3 separate regions of the Mus musculus genome follow, and all the other regions are linked to region 3. A link is a contact called in public HiCAR-type and promoter capture Hi-C data. All regions are on one chromosome and are shown on one strand. The core of a region is the stretch at or near the end of the contact, and the rest is flanking DNA. Distances in the headings are between cores, read along the strand shown.

The links. Promoter capture Hi-C pulls out the DNA fragments that hold promoters and counts their contacts. HiCAR-type assays count read pairs that join an accessible place to other places.
Region 1: a promoter capture Hi-C map of liver shows a contact between it and region 3, with 3 times the contacts expected there. The contact joins the promoter of Fbrsl1 here to the promoter of Dr1 in region 3. A contact is called at or near these places in 2 of 39 promoter capture datasets (liver and pre-B cells).
Region 2: a contact with region 3 is called in a HiCAR-type map of astrocytes, with 6 times the contacts expected there. The contact joins the promoter of Pgam5 here to the promoter of Dr1 in region 3. A contact is called at or near these places in 2 of 115 datasets of contacts at active chromatin or transcription factors (astrocytes and large pre-B cells) and 1 of 9 other capture datasets (adipose tissue).

Annotation. Positions count from the first base shown.
Region 1 is chr5:110,446,781-110,451,247 of GRCm38.p6, reverse strand. It overlaps Fbrsl1 (fibrosin-like 1), which reads left to right and starts at 2,745. Exons shown (of 19, transcript NM_001142642.1): 1 at 2,745-3,368. The coding sequence starts at 3,081.
Region 2 is chr5:110,268,278-110,272,741 of GRCm38.p6, reverse strand. Pgam5 (phosphoglycerate mutase family member 5) reads left to right here and starts at 2,843. Exons shown (of 6, transcript NM_001163538.1): 1 at 2,843-3,090. The coding sequence starts at 2,903.
Region 3 is chr5:108,266,671-108,271,157 of GRCm38.p6, reverse strand. Dr1 (down-regulator of transcription 1) reads right to left here and starts at 2,261. Exons shown (of 3, transcript NM_026106.4): 1 at 1,349-2,261. The coding sequence starts at 1,568.

The DNA.
Region 1 (4,467 bases), core at 1,496-3,995, 2.2 Mb before region 3:
CCTCCCGAGTGCTGGGATTAAAGCCGTGTGCCACCATGCCCGGCTTCTCCCGAGCATTTCTGTACATATCTTTATAAAACTAAGAGCTCACAGAAGTGACCTGTATTCCCTTATAATGGAGGGGAGGGGGGCCCTGATAACCTCAACCAAAGGAGGAACAGGTGAGGATCAGAGCTGCAGGGAACCAGGCAAAGGCCTGGGATGTAGACCAGTGTGTGGGAAGCAGCTGTTTGGTTTTTGTTTTTGTTTTTTGTTTGTTTGTTTTGGAGAGTCCCTATGTTGGTGGGGTTTCCACCTACAGGTAGATAGGATTATCATTTCCACTAAGAAACTAGTATAAATCAGGCAATGGTGGCGCATGCCTTTAATCCCAGCACTTGGGAGGCAGAGGCAGGCAGATTTCTGAGTTCAAGGCCAGCCTGGTCTACGGAGTGTGTTCCAGGACAGCCAGAGCTATACAGAGACACCCTGTCTTGGAAAACCAAAAAAAAAAAAAAAAAAGAAACAAGTATAAATTGCATCAGAAACTTTAGCAAGTCCTTGCCAACCTGAGTGAACACTTGGGTCATCAAAAATGGCCCTCTACATGGAAGCAAATGAGCCCAGTTTACAGCTTAGGCAAATGAAGCGTGTTCCAGCCCCTCTTAGGCCTCCCTCCCTCCCTCCCTGTGTCCTGTGGGAGAGAATCAGTACAGATGTCTTTCCATAGCCTCCTCTAGGGAACAACTGAGCTAGAGTCCCATTCCTCCAGGGAGGCCATGACTAGTCTCTAAGTTGGAAATGAATTAACAGAGTTTTTAATCCCAGGAGAGGTAAGGAAATTGGGAAGAAACCCAGAAAGAAAGGTCCTGGACCTAACCTGGTCTCTGGAGCCCCTGCCTTTCACTGAGGCAATGCATTTGAGAACAAGGGAGAGCTGGTATACTGGCTAGTTTTGTGTCAACTTGACACAGCTGGGGTTATCACAGAGAAAGGAGCTTCAGTTGGGGAAATGCCTCCATGAGATCCAACTGTAAGGCACTTTCTCAATTAGTGATCAAGAGGGAAAGGCCCCTTGTGGGTGGGACCATCCCTGGACTGGTAGTCTTGAGTTCTATAAGAGAGCAGGCTGAGCAAGCCTGAGCAAGCCAGTAAAGAACATCCCTCCATGGCTTCTGCATCAGCTCCTGCTTTCTGACCCGCTTGAGTTCCAGTCCTGACTTCCTTTGGTGATTTAAGTGTAAGCTGAATAAACCCTTTCCTCCCCAACTTGCTTCTTGGTCATGATGTTTGTTCAGGAATAGAAACCCTGACTAAGATAACTGGTAAGCAAGGATACCTTTTATTTCTGTTGAAAACTTCAAAAATCGGGTCTCAGTCGTTGTTCTTGGAGTGGAAAAGGGTTGACCTAGAGTGAAACTCCCCACAAGCTGGGAGTGGGGTGGTCTCAGGAGGAGGTGTCTAAAAGAGAACAGTTAGCAGGAATGAGGAGCTGCCTTGGTTCTGCGTCTTTCCAACAGGGTTCTTTAGCTAGTTAGATGCTAGCTCTGAGTAGTTTTGTAATAAAATCTGGAATGGGAAGAAGAGGGAAGGCTGGCAGGTAGGCTGGCAGGTGTGTTGGTCCCCGTGTTGTTAAGTGAAAGAGCACACTTGTGGATGATAGGCCACGTTCCCAGATGCCCCAAGGGACGTCTTGGCAGAGAGCCTGTGGCCATCTCAGGAGCCAGAAAATGTGCACTTGAGGTCCTGTCCAGGGGCATTCTTCAGTCGTGTCTGCTTCCTTTCAGGGCCTCTGCTGCCCAGATGTAGGCATGGCTCAATGTCACTTTTCACTCAGTGCCCAATGCCCAAGCTGTGACACCTCCCTTCTCTTCATGTCAAATGTTCTCACTGGAGGAATTGCTGAGACTTCGTGCCCAGCTCCAGGGCATCCCAACTGGGGAAGTTGCTGAGGAAACTCACGGTTTTGTCTAGTTTTGTACTTCCTATCGGCGGTCCCCAAGTCCTTGGACTAGTGTAGGCAGGTCTCTAAGGAAAGACTACTTGAGACTGGAGGGTTTGGTTTTCAGGGCGCTACCTAATTTTGCATGGGGACCAGAGTGAAACTGGGCTTGAGGGCTTGCAGGTGGACGATGACGTACGCGCTGCCTCTAGGACTTCAGCACAGTGAGCCCCCAGCACCAACCTACCTACTCTCTCTCACGTGCTTCCACTCAGTTTGCCCCAAGCTACTGTAGGTGCATAGACCCATCACCTCCTACGGGAAGGGCGGAAGGGGAGGCGCTGATCGCCACAAACTCGCTGTAGGTGGCTGGGCAGTACTTGTAGGCGAGCACTAATTGCCTAGTAGGCGTGGTCAACAAGGCGAGGCATGAAGTAGGAGGGATCTGACCATGACTAGGCTCAGCGACCTGCACAGGTGAGCAGGACCGGAAGGCAAGGGCGGGGCTTAAGGAACTGAGAAAGCGTAGACAAGAGAGGTGGAGCCGGGAAGAATGGGGCGTGATCTGACAGGGTCGGGGGGTCGGAATTCTAAAGAGCTGTGCGCAAACGGGTGTGGCCTGTTGCAGGGGCGGAGCAAAGGGAAAGCTTCCCCCCTTTCGGGGGCGGGGCTTAACGTGAAAGGGCGAGGGCCCGCTCAGCGCAGAGCCATTTAGTCCGGAAGGGCGGGGTCAGGGCGGGGCCAGGGTGGGGCGGAGTCGACGGGTCAGCCTCCCCCAGCTGCGCCCGCTTCCTCTGGCACTCCGGCCCGGCGGAAGTGCGTCAGTTGTTATCCGCTCTGGTCGCTGCCACTACTGTGTCTGCCTCACGGTCCCGGTGCTCAGAAGCTCCGCCACCCGCCGCCTTCTGCCGCTGCCCGCCGGTCGCCATGGGCCGTGTCCCTGGGGACCTGGTCTAGGGTCGCCGAGAGACCGCCGCACTCCGATGCGCGGGACCCGGGGTCCTAGCCCGCGCGGCGTCCGGTGCTGAGAGCCCGCGCCCGGCATGCCCGCCCCGGTCCCGAGCCCGCCCCGGCCCCGAGCCCGCGCGGCGCCCTCGCAGCCCGGCGGCACGGCGTAGCAGGCGGTGCGGGGCGCCAAGGTCACCGCCGCGGCGCCGCCATGGAGGCCAAGGTCCGGCCAAGCCGGCGTTCGCGCGCGCAGCGAGATCGCGGCCGGCGTCGGGAAGCCGCCCGGGACGCCCGCGCCCAGAGCCCGTCGTCGGGTGAGGAGCCAGAGCCCAGTCCTGGCAAGGAGAACGCGGGACTCCACGGCGCGCCGCCTCAGCGCCCTACGCCTCTGCGCGCTGCGCGCCCCCCGCGGCGCCGTCGCCGCGAGTCCAGCTCGCAGGAGGAGGAGGTTATTGACGGCTTCGCTATAGCCAGCTTCAGCACCCTGGAGGCCCTGGAGGTAGGTGGGCTGGAAGGCCAGACCCGGGACCAAGGAAACGCATACGTATGCCTCCTGGCCCCGCGCTGCAACCTTGCCAGGAAGAGGACCTGGAGTGAGGGGTGTGTGGGAGGACTTAAACCACGCCACCTAAGCGGGCTTTGCAGCGATCGTTACTTGTTGCCAAGTTATCGCTGCGTCCGGGACCAGCTGGGGATTTGGACATTGTTGGGCCTCGGGGAGGCAGCGACGATAAAATGGACACTTGGGATTCTTCCTGTCCTATGATCTCTTAAGGGTTCTTTGGAGGGAACCGGGAGTCAACTGGCAAACCCTTCTTGGTGATCATTGCATGGGTATAGGTAATAGATTTGCTAAGAATACTACGTGTTTGACTGAGTTGTCGTGCACAGTATTTGCTGAGCAAAGTGTCCTTCCGACCTGAACTCAGGTTAGTAGAAGAGAAGGAAGTGAGAGAAATGGTCAGTGAGTGAGTGAGTAGTCACTGTGTCTCTGGAACTCAAGTGGTTGAAAATGCTGGTCAGGCCTTCAGGGCACTAGCAGAACCTTCAAACCCCTAGCAATGCAGAGATCTCTGTCTGGGTGAAAACTTTGGGGACCACATCTCATCTGCTGGGCTGTGGTCGCAGGGATTACTGCGACCCTATTCACTCTTGCCCTGACTGATACCTGCGATTTCCCAGTTTCAGGCCAAGCTTGAGAAAGGGGAATTGGTCATTGGATATCTAAATGGAGTTTTCCCCAAGTTCATATTCTAACCCTGGGGTCTGCCGGGTCTGTAGAGCTGAGGGTCAGTTGGTGATGGCCACTATGAGTAGCCCTGAGATGGGTTTGTTTGATTCGCATGCAGGGCCGAGTCCCACTTTGTGTTCAGCCCTTGTGTCTTCTGGGGAATATGAGATGAGTTATAGGCCCAAGCCAAAGATCCTAAACTAAGATGATTTTGTGGGGTGTGTTGTATTGTGTCTGGTGCTGATGTGCTAAGAAGACACGAAGGCTTCGGGGTTTCTGCCTTAGTGATGATAATGACACAGCCAGACAGTATGCTAAAGCCCCTACTTTGCAGCCATGGTACCAGAAGTTCCAGATCTGCAATCTC
Region 2 (4,464 bases), core at 1,594-4,093, 2.0 Mb before region 3:
GTCTTTACCATGTCTGTCTTCTTTGCTTTAAAGTGGTGTGAATTCATATTTCTGGCATATCCCAGCCCACATCATTTAGCTCATTTCCTACATATTGGTTGACACAACTACGTATAGAGAAAGTCAGAATGTACTTTTCTAGTCTCCTCCACTCAGACATTATCATTGTGTTTACAAGTGGTTATATGAACGGGGAGCTGTTCTGGTAGGTAAGCCGATAATCTTTCCCTCATATTTAGCTCTAGATACTATGGCCAACAGTTCCTTTATTTTTAAAAGATTTCACTTATTTTTGTTTTATGTCTGCTTGAGATTATGTCTGTATACCATGTGTGTCCACTGCCCTTAGAGGCCAGAAGAGGGTTTTGGATCACCTGGAACTGGAGTCACAGACTGGTGCTGGAAATAAACTTGAGACCTCTGGAAGAGCAGCCAGTGCTCTTAACCACCTCTCTATTCTCCCCCAAGTCACCCTCTCTTTTTTGAGACAGGGTCTTATGTATTCCAGGCTAGTCTTGAACTCCAAGGATGCCCTTGAACTTGTGAATCTCCTATTTTCACTTCTCATTTGTTGGGATTACAGATGTGCTCCACTATACCTGATTTAGGCAATACTGAGGATGGGATTCAGGGCTTTGCATAAGCTAAACAAGCTCCCTACCGAATGACCTGTGTACCCAGTCTACCAATATCTATATATAAACCCATAAAGTGGTCCTTACAACTGCACTGTCACACGGTGTCACAATTCTGCATGTACCTCCCGCTTATTCTGTCCATTACGCCTTTTCCCTTACTTTGCAGTGATAAAGAGGAGTGCAGAAACAGAAGCAGTTTCCTGAGATGAAGCAACACATTTATTTGTTTACAAATTTAATGCTCAAAATAGCCACGTAAGCCAGGCTTGGTGGCAAGGGCCTTTCCCCCATCACTCAGGGGACAGAGGCAGGTGGATCTCTATGAGTTTGAGGCCAGTCTGGTCTATACAGCATGCCCCAAGGCATCCAAGTCTACACAGTATGATGGGACCCCCATCTCAGAGGAAGGAAAAAGAAAAAGAAAGAAAGACACAGAAAAGGACACCTAGTTCCAAGAGGACAGACTGTGGGAGTCCAAATAATTTAAGGTACCTAGAATACAAATCAGGGAGACCTACATCCCTGTGGGACAAAGAGGCAGTAAGGAAGCACTGTTAAAGAAGAACTATTCTGTAGCTGGGCGTGGTGTCGCACACCATTGATCCCAGCACTCGGGAGGCAGAGGCAGGCGGATTTCTGAGTTCAAGGCCAGCCTGGTCTACAAAGTGAGTTCCAGGACAGCCAGGGCTACACAGAGAAACCCTGTCTCAAAAAAACAAAACAAAATAAAATAAAAAAAAAAGAACTATACTGTAATTTTGTTACAGATTTTTGTTACACACACCCTATTGATGCTTCCTGTGAAAGATTAAAGCATCTAACAGGTCCTGCTCTGGTGCCTGGCTGAGGTCCTGTCAGGAAAGCAGCCTCTTAAGGACAACTAGCCACACTGCCCTCCTGGCAGCCAGTTTAGATATTGGGGCTCACTGGGCAGACACCTCTGCAGTCATATGGGCCACCAGAACCTCCGTGGAAGACTTGCTCCAGTCATGATCTGTCCAGACAGCCTCCACCGACACTGAGCAAGACAGCATGGTAGTGAACTCTGATGACCTTGCAATCGTCTCATCCAGGCCAGGGGGAGGCTCTCCCTTGGTGGCTCTGCAGAAAACCTGCGATTGATTCAAACGTGCATGAAGGACTGCCAGGATTGGGGCTAAGACCCTTGCCATAACACCCTTTTCTCTTTATATATAAGCCGACTGAAACTCACGTTTCAGTCAGTGTGAAATACAGCCTCTGTATCCTTTTTTTTTTTGGTATGTCAGGCCTTAGAGGGTTTTTGTAAAAAAAATTTAATTTATTTTTATCAATAGTAGGGTAGGCTGAGCTAGGAACACCAAAAGGCTGAGGCTAGAGAGAATAGAGAGCTGAGGTGAAAGAAGGCTGTGGAAAAAACAGATCCTGTTGCTAAGACTTTTAGGGAGCTGTCTAGCCAAAGGACCGCCTTAGCCATTGTGGAAGGCCAAGGGTTCTGAGAATGTCTGAGGTTAGAGGTTCATTCAGGAGCAGTAATATTACCAAATGCCTGCTGCTGTTCATTGTTGCTCAAAGATGAAAATTATAACAGCTGCCAAGTGCTGGGCCGCTTGGTAGTTAAAGCCCAAGCCTGGAGCTGTAAGTCCGTGGGCCTGCCAGTCTAGTCCCTAGGCCTTGGGTACAATGGCCCTGGAAGAGCAGGTGGACACCTTTCCTACACAGAAGGACCCGGTCAATTGGTCAAAAGCAACTAGAGCGGTAAAACTTGGAGGCGCGATGGTAGGTGCCAGGGACTAGGGGTGGGGAATGGAGGGTTGATAGTTGAATGAAGAAGGTTCTTAGGGAAAAAAATGGAAAGAATTCAGGAGGTGAAAGTTGAGAGTATGCATACACTTAAAGATTACAAATGAAAACATAAAAACTTCAAATTGAAGTGCCAAACTTGAGGTTTTTCAATTCATATAAACCCAGTGCCTGCAGGCAGATTTCTGAGTTCGAGGCCAGCCTGGTCTACAGAGTGAGTTCCAGGACAGCCAGGGCTACACTGAGAAACCCTGTCTCGAAAAACCAAAAAAATAAAATAAAATAAATAAATAAACCCCAGTGCCTGATTTCCACCCACTAAAGGGCAGGCATCTGCGCCTGCTACCCTGCGACCACCGGCAGGTGGCGCCCTGGGCCGCGTTTCCTGATTCGTCGGGGGGGGGGGAAGGGGCGGGACTTCCACCAGCCGGAAGCGGAAGTCTGCTCCTGGCGTCCCGCCGTCAGGTCGCGCGATTTGCGGCATGGCTTTCCGGCAGGCGCTTCAGCTGGCGGCCTGTGGTCTGGCCGGTGGCTCGGCCGCTGTTCTCTTCTCGGCGGTCGCGGTAGGGAAGCCGCGAGGTGGCGGGGATGCAGACACGCGCGCGACCGAGCCGCCGGCCTGGACAGGAGCGCGAGCCGGGCGCGGCGTCTGGGACACCAACTGGGACAGGTGCGGGGACGGGAGGTTTGGGCTCGGCCCTGCTTCCTCACCTCCATCCCGGGATGGCGGAGATCGGTGCTCTGAAGGGAAGGGGACGCTGCGTGCTAGTGGGTCTTGAGTTTGTGTGAATCGGTGGCAGTGCCTGGATGGCGCACCTCCCGAAGGTCTTCGCGCCTGGGCCACCCGTCTCTCTGAGGGACCTCTAACCGCCCGGACCCCATACTCGAAGAGTCCTTGTTCAGAGACAGTGCACCAGGTCTTTGTCCCAGGACCACCATCCTCTGTGGGCCTGAAATTCCAAAGGATTAAGTCTTACTCAGAGTCAGGGTCTTGATAGACAGCCAGGTTTGCCTCACAAATTCTCCTCCTGCAGCTTGGGGAAGATTGGGACTGCAAGCATGCTATCCCTTCAGAGGCCAGAGAACCCGTGCGTGAAGTAGAGCCAAGGGTTGGGTTACCCATGGAAGCCGGGTACAGTGGCATGTATAGCGAGTGGCATGCAGCTTTAATCCCAGCACTGGGAGTCAGAGGCAGGCAGAACTCTGAATTCTGGGCTATATAGAAACACCTTGTCTCAAAAAAAAAAAAAAAAAAAAAAGAAAGAAAGAAAAAAGAAATGACCTGATTTTAAATGTTTCATATTTGCTTGCTGTGTCTGCTTACGTGGATGGATTGGTACAGTGGCCTTGTTAGGTGGGGAAGGATGCATGACAGATGGATCAACAAGTGCCGGAAGGGACTAAAAGGGGCATATCCACTTGGTTTCTTTCTGGTATGCCTTCCTCTCTGACAGTCGTCTCCAAATTTTGTCTGGTCCAGCCCCACACACGGCCCTGTAGCTGCAGCAAGACTTTGGCCTGGTCTGTATATGGGACTAACACCCCAGGTTAGCCTGCTCAGATCATGCTTGAGCCGCCACCACCACCCTTTCCAGACCTTCCTCTTCCACCATTGTGTTAATTTGGGCAGCTCTGACTTGTCCTATTCCTGCCTCCTACATTTAACTGAGTAGCTTCAGTTTCTTCGGCTCCTACGTCCACTCCACTAACTACAGTCCTCAACATTGTGATGGCCACTACCCCAGTGACTGCTCAACACTTAAAGTGTGTTTAGTGTGACTTAGAAAAGAGCTCTATTTTTATTTGATTTAAAATTAATTATAGTAATCCCTCTGTATGGTGGGGGATTGGGTCCATGATCCCTGAACATATCAAACTCTGTGGATGTTCATGATAATGAAGTATTTACAGATAACCTAGGCATCTAGCTTATCCTCCTGTATACTTTAAATCATTCCTAGATTATTTATCACACTCAGTACAATAAAATTGCTACCTAAGTAGTTGTTAAAATATATAGCTTGAGGTTTTAAAAAAAAATCAC
Region 3 (4,487 bases), core at 1,012-3,511:
GCTAAGTACTCAGCCTTGAGAGACACCCTCATCACAGCAGGATGTATTTTTAATCTACCATCAGCAGAGGATAAAGGCTCAAAATTAATCAATTGATCTTCTTGTCAATATTGACGGTGTAAAATGGATATGCTCCATACGAATACATGTGCTCTCTATTTGACATTAACAAGAAAGTAAAATTATTTAACACTTAACTTTATAAAAAGGCAATGGTAGAGAACTACCTGCCGAGTATGATTAAATTTGTTCCTTTTAACTTTAAATAAAAGTAATCAAGAAATTGTTCGCATTTCCAATAGATTATTATAAAACAGAAGTGACTGTCTCAAACTGAATGCAACCTTCTCCTAAGAGTTCATGAAAAACCACAGAAAGTACTTCCCAAAATTTGCCAAGAGCACTTTTGTCTCCTTTTCCTGTAACCATCAAAGTCTCCTAGTCTTTTCCAGCATAAGGAAGAAACTGTCGAAACTTTTAGATGTGCTTTTCAATAAAAGATAAATGTATAAACACATCCAAAGGGGACCAGCAGGCGAGAAGGACCGGCAACAGAATGCTGACTAGCGTGTGTCAGGCCCTACGTTCAAGCCCCAGGACTGTCGTTCCCGCCCTGCCCCAGTCATCTTTTACAAATAATCTTCAAAGAACAATCAATAGTTGGAGGGAGTCAAAAAGAAAAAAATGTGGTGCTCGCTTTGGTTACCTGGTGATGACTGTTCCACCTTCTTAGCGATTTTAAAGCAAAAATATACTTCCTTTTTGAAAAGCAATTAACTTTACAACACTTAACACACTCATGTCAATATTTTTTTTTAACTCAATGCTAGGACCCTTGTGCAAGATTGCTAGATGATACACCACTGACCTCCGTCACCAGCCCAAGGGTTTTTCCTACCCCTGTGTTCAAAAATGAATCTTTTCCTCGATACAGGTGAGGGAGAGGTACTCTCTGACTCAACTCATGCTCGAAGTTCTAAAATTTAACTTTCCAAGAGAGAACTTTGAGTTTCCTTTCTCAGTTGTTATTATCCACGTTTAGCTGTGGGCAGTCAATTCTTGTTGTTTTAAGACCTGATTGGAAACTGTACTAGTGAGGGGTTGCGGATGTCTGTTGACCCTAATGTCTGCACTCCTTATTTGCACTAGCCGGATGAAAACAATGTCAGAAGAATGCTACATAGGTGTTTTCTTAAGGTACAAGCTGTCTCTATGCCGTTTTGACTTTTCATTAACTGTGCTTACTAGTGAAGTGGAATGAAGGCTCTGTGACGCCAAGTGGTTACTCTATTAGCTTGACTGTTCCCCTGATCCTTCATCGAAACCAAATCCCACACAAATCGCTTACCTTGTATAACATGCTCTGGTGAAATTGTCTTCTTTTCTGACTTGTTACAAATCTCGTTGGCTTCAGAAGATATAAGGTGAATGAATTCCGTGCAGCAGTTCACTACCAGCTCTCGGGCATCGTTGGCCACCCGGACATTAGGAAGAGTCTCTTTGATCATCTTATTTATAGCAGCTCTGGGGATAGTGAGATCATCGTCGTTGCCAGACGAGGAAGCCATCGTATCTTCCTGTCTTTCAAGCCCCAACTTTTAAACTCCTCGCCTCTGGTCCACCACTCCACGAAGATTTCTCAACAGGCTGTCCCTGGAGAGGGATGTTGGGGTCCGGGAAGCTCAGAGAAGAGAGTGCAGAAACCAGGAAGGAGGGCTGGAGGGCAGGGAACACCCACTGTGTGAGAGATTTTAGTGGGAATATGAAGGAAAGGTCAGGGGGCTGAGGGTTCTAGGGACACCACTCCCAGGGCTGGAGAACCACCCTGCGTGTCGCCTCAAACGGACTGGCGCTGTCGTCTAACCGAACCTAAACGGCACGGGAGCGCACGCAAGACAGAGGAATACCCGCCCGGCCGCGGTCCCGGGCGGACACTGAGCAGGGTCAGCTCTACAGAGCCGGAGCCCCCGAGGACGCCGCCACCAGCAGCGGTTGCAGCCGCCTCGGCCAAACCATCCTTCAGGCACCCGCGCCGCCGCCTCACAACATGTCTGCCGAAGCCGCAGCTGAGCGCACGCCGGCTGCCTGGGAAACCAAGTGGACCGGGCCGAACACTGCGGGAGCCGCAGCGGCCAAGCGTGTGGCCGAGAGCAGGCTGTGCGAGCAGGAGCGGCGCTAACGGTGGTCTCTCTACGGGCCGGGGAAGGAGGTTTGCCGCAAGCTGATCCCGGCACGCTTTGCGCCACCGGAAGTCGAACTCCCCAGGTCCCACCCGCCCTCCTCGATGGATTTCCGTGTGCACGCCCCGCCCCTACCCCCTCCCGGACGGGCGGGAGCCGCGGGGCTTGGCAGCCCGCAGCTTCCGCCTGCCGCTCCCCCACGCACGGCGACCCGGCGTCTCCTCCGTCGGGCCCTGGAGCTCGCTTGCTCTGCGGGCAGAAGGGCCCGCGGAGGGCCACGTGGCAGGGGAGCCCTGGTCCTTACTAAAGAACTTCCTTTTCCTATCTCCTTAGCTGTCGGGATTAGGGCGCGGAGTGAAAAGAGCAGAGTGGGGAGGACAGGCCTTTACAACTACTTCACAGCATTCAGATCAGAGCTCCCTGTTCTCATTTGTGAGAAAGAAATGAAGCCTTCAAAGAAGTGGCTGTCCTCGGTACCACAAGTGGCTAAGTCAGGAAACTGGTAGTCTGATCTAAAGTAATGAAAATGTTTGGCATACCATGAGCTATGGCCCTCTGCATACTTGCTTTTGAAAGGAAGACAAGAAAAAAAAAAGGTTTATCTTATGAGAGTCCGATATCTGCTTCGTTCCAAGTGATTACTAATAACTAGTGCCACGTTCATCACAGAAATCACTTTTTTTTTTTTTTAAGATAAGCTCAGCTGGGCGACAGTGGCTCACGCCTTTAATCCCAGCACTTAGGACACGACACTCAGGCAGGCAAATCAAGTTCCAGGACAGCCAGGGCAATACAGAAAAAACCTGTCTCAACACACGCAAATCCTCACATACTGTCACATTAATTAATAGTGGAAAGTTGTAACTTTTGAAAGGACTAAGCCAGTTAAATCTACGTGCACAGTTTAGTTCATCGTGTTCTTTGTTGATAGACTGGCAGCTGGACTGTGGCAATGCTTTAAGATGTCTGGTTTCCAGGAGACTATCATTGTCAACCATCCCCTCCTACCCACCTTACTAGATGCAGCTTCAGCACTGAGCTAGAACACCAGCCTTGAGTTAATTTTTTCATTCAACATTTTCTCCAAAATGCTTGCTGGGAACTAAATATTCTTCATTATATCAGTGCTAGTAAGTTCAATCTTTGATTATAAAGAACAAGTTTCTTCTTCAAAATAAGTAAATTTTGGTTCAGATGTATAAAGACCTAGATAAAATATTAAAATCTAGATGGAATGTTAAGTCCTAGGTAACTGTTACCTGGTTAGCCTGCCATTTTGTGCTATTACTATATTATAAGCAAACTTTCTCATATGGGAGTCATGTCTACAGAGTGCTTCTGAGTTCTCCCAAGCCACTGTCTAAATTGTTTATACCTGCAACCCCAGCTTTTCTTTATTTTATTTTATTTTATTTTATTTTTGCTTTTTGAGACATGGTTTCTCTGTGTACCCCTGGCTGTCCCGGAACTCTATAAACCAGGCTGGCCTCAAACTCAGAGAGACTTGCCTGCCTCTGCCTCCCAAGTGCTGGGATTAAAGGTCTTGGCCACTGCAAATGAGTTCAACTCCAGGTTTGAAGTACAGTATTTTTAACTTTAAAAGTTCACAAGATTTTAAAGATGAAAAAGAAGTATAAAAACATAAAGGAAAATGTCAGTAAAGACTTTACACATTTAAAGGACTATTGTAAATGAAGTCACATGGGAAAATGGTACAGAGAAATATTTCTGGAAAATCAAACTAGTAGGAGTCAGAAATGGTGGCACCCAGCTGCAATGCCTGCATTGGGGAAGATAAGGAAAGAGGATTGATAACTCAAAGATGGACTCTGGACAGCATAGTACAGCTGCAAACTGTAAGGACATAAATGAAAGAGGTGATATCACTTTGTTAAAAGGTCAAAAAGAAATGATATGTGTCAACAAGAAGCTAATGGGGCAGAATGGGGAAGGAAGGCTTTTCATGTAGTGGTAAAGACTAAAGAAGCAAATGGCAAAACAGCTTGAGAGAGAGGCAAGGGCAGTGAAAAGCTGTAAAAACCTGAAGACACACGTTCAGTGGAAAAGCAACAGCAGAGCAATTGAAAACATATTTTTAAAGGTAAGGCCCAGCATGATGGTACAGGCCTTTAATCCTAGCACTTGGGAGGCAGAGGCAGGTAGATCTCTATGGGTTTAAAAGTTCAAAGCCAGCCTGGTTCAGGGTGATTTCCAGTGTAGACAAGACTACCAGAGAAACCCTGTCTCAAAGAAACAAATATAAAAACAAAGAAATAAAAAATCTGGAAGTTACTGTATGTGTTACTG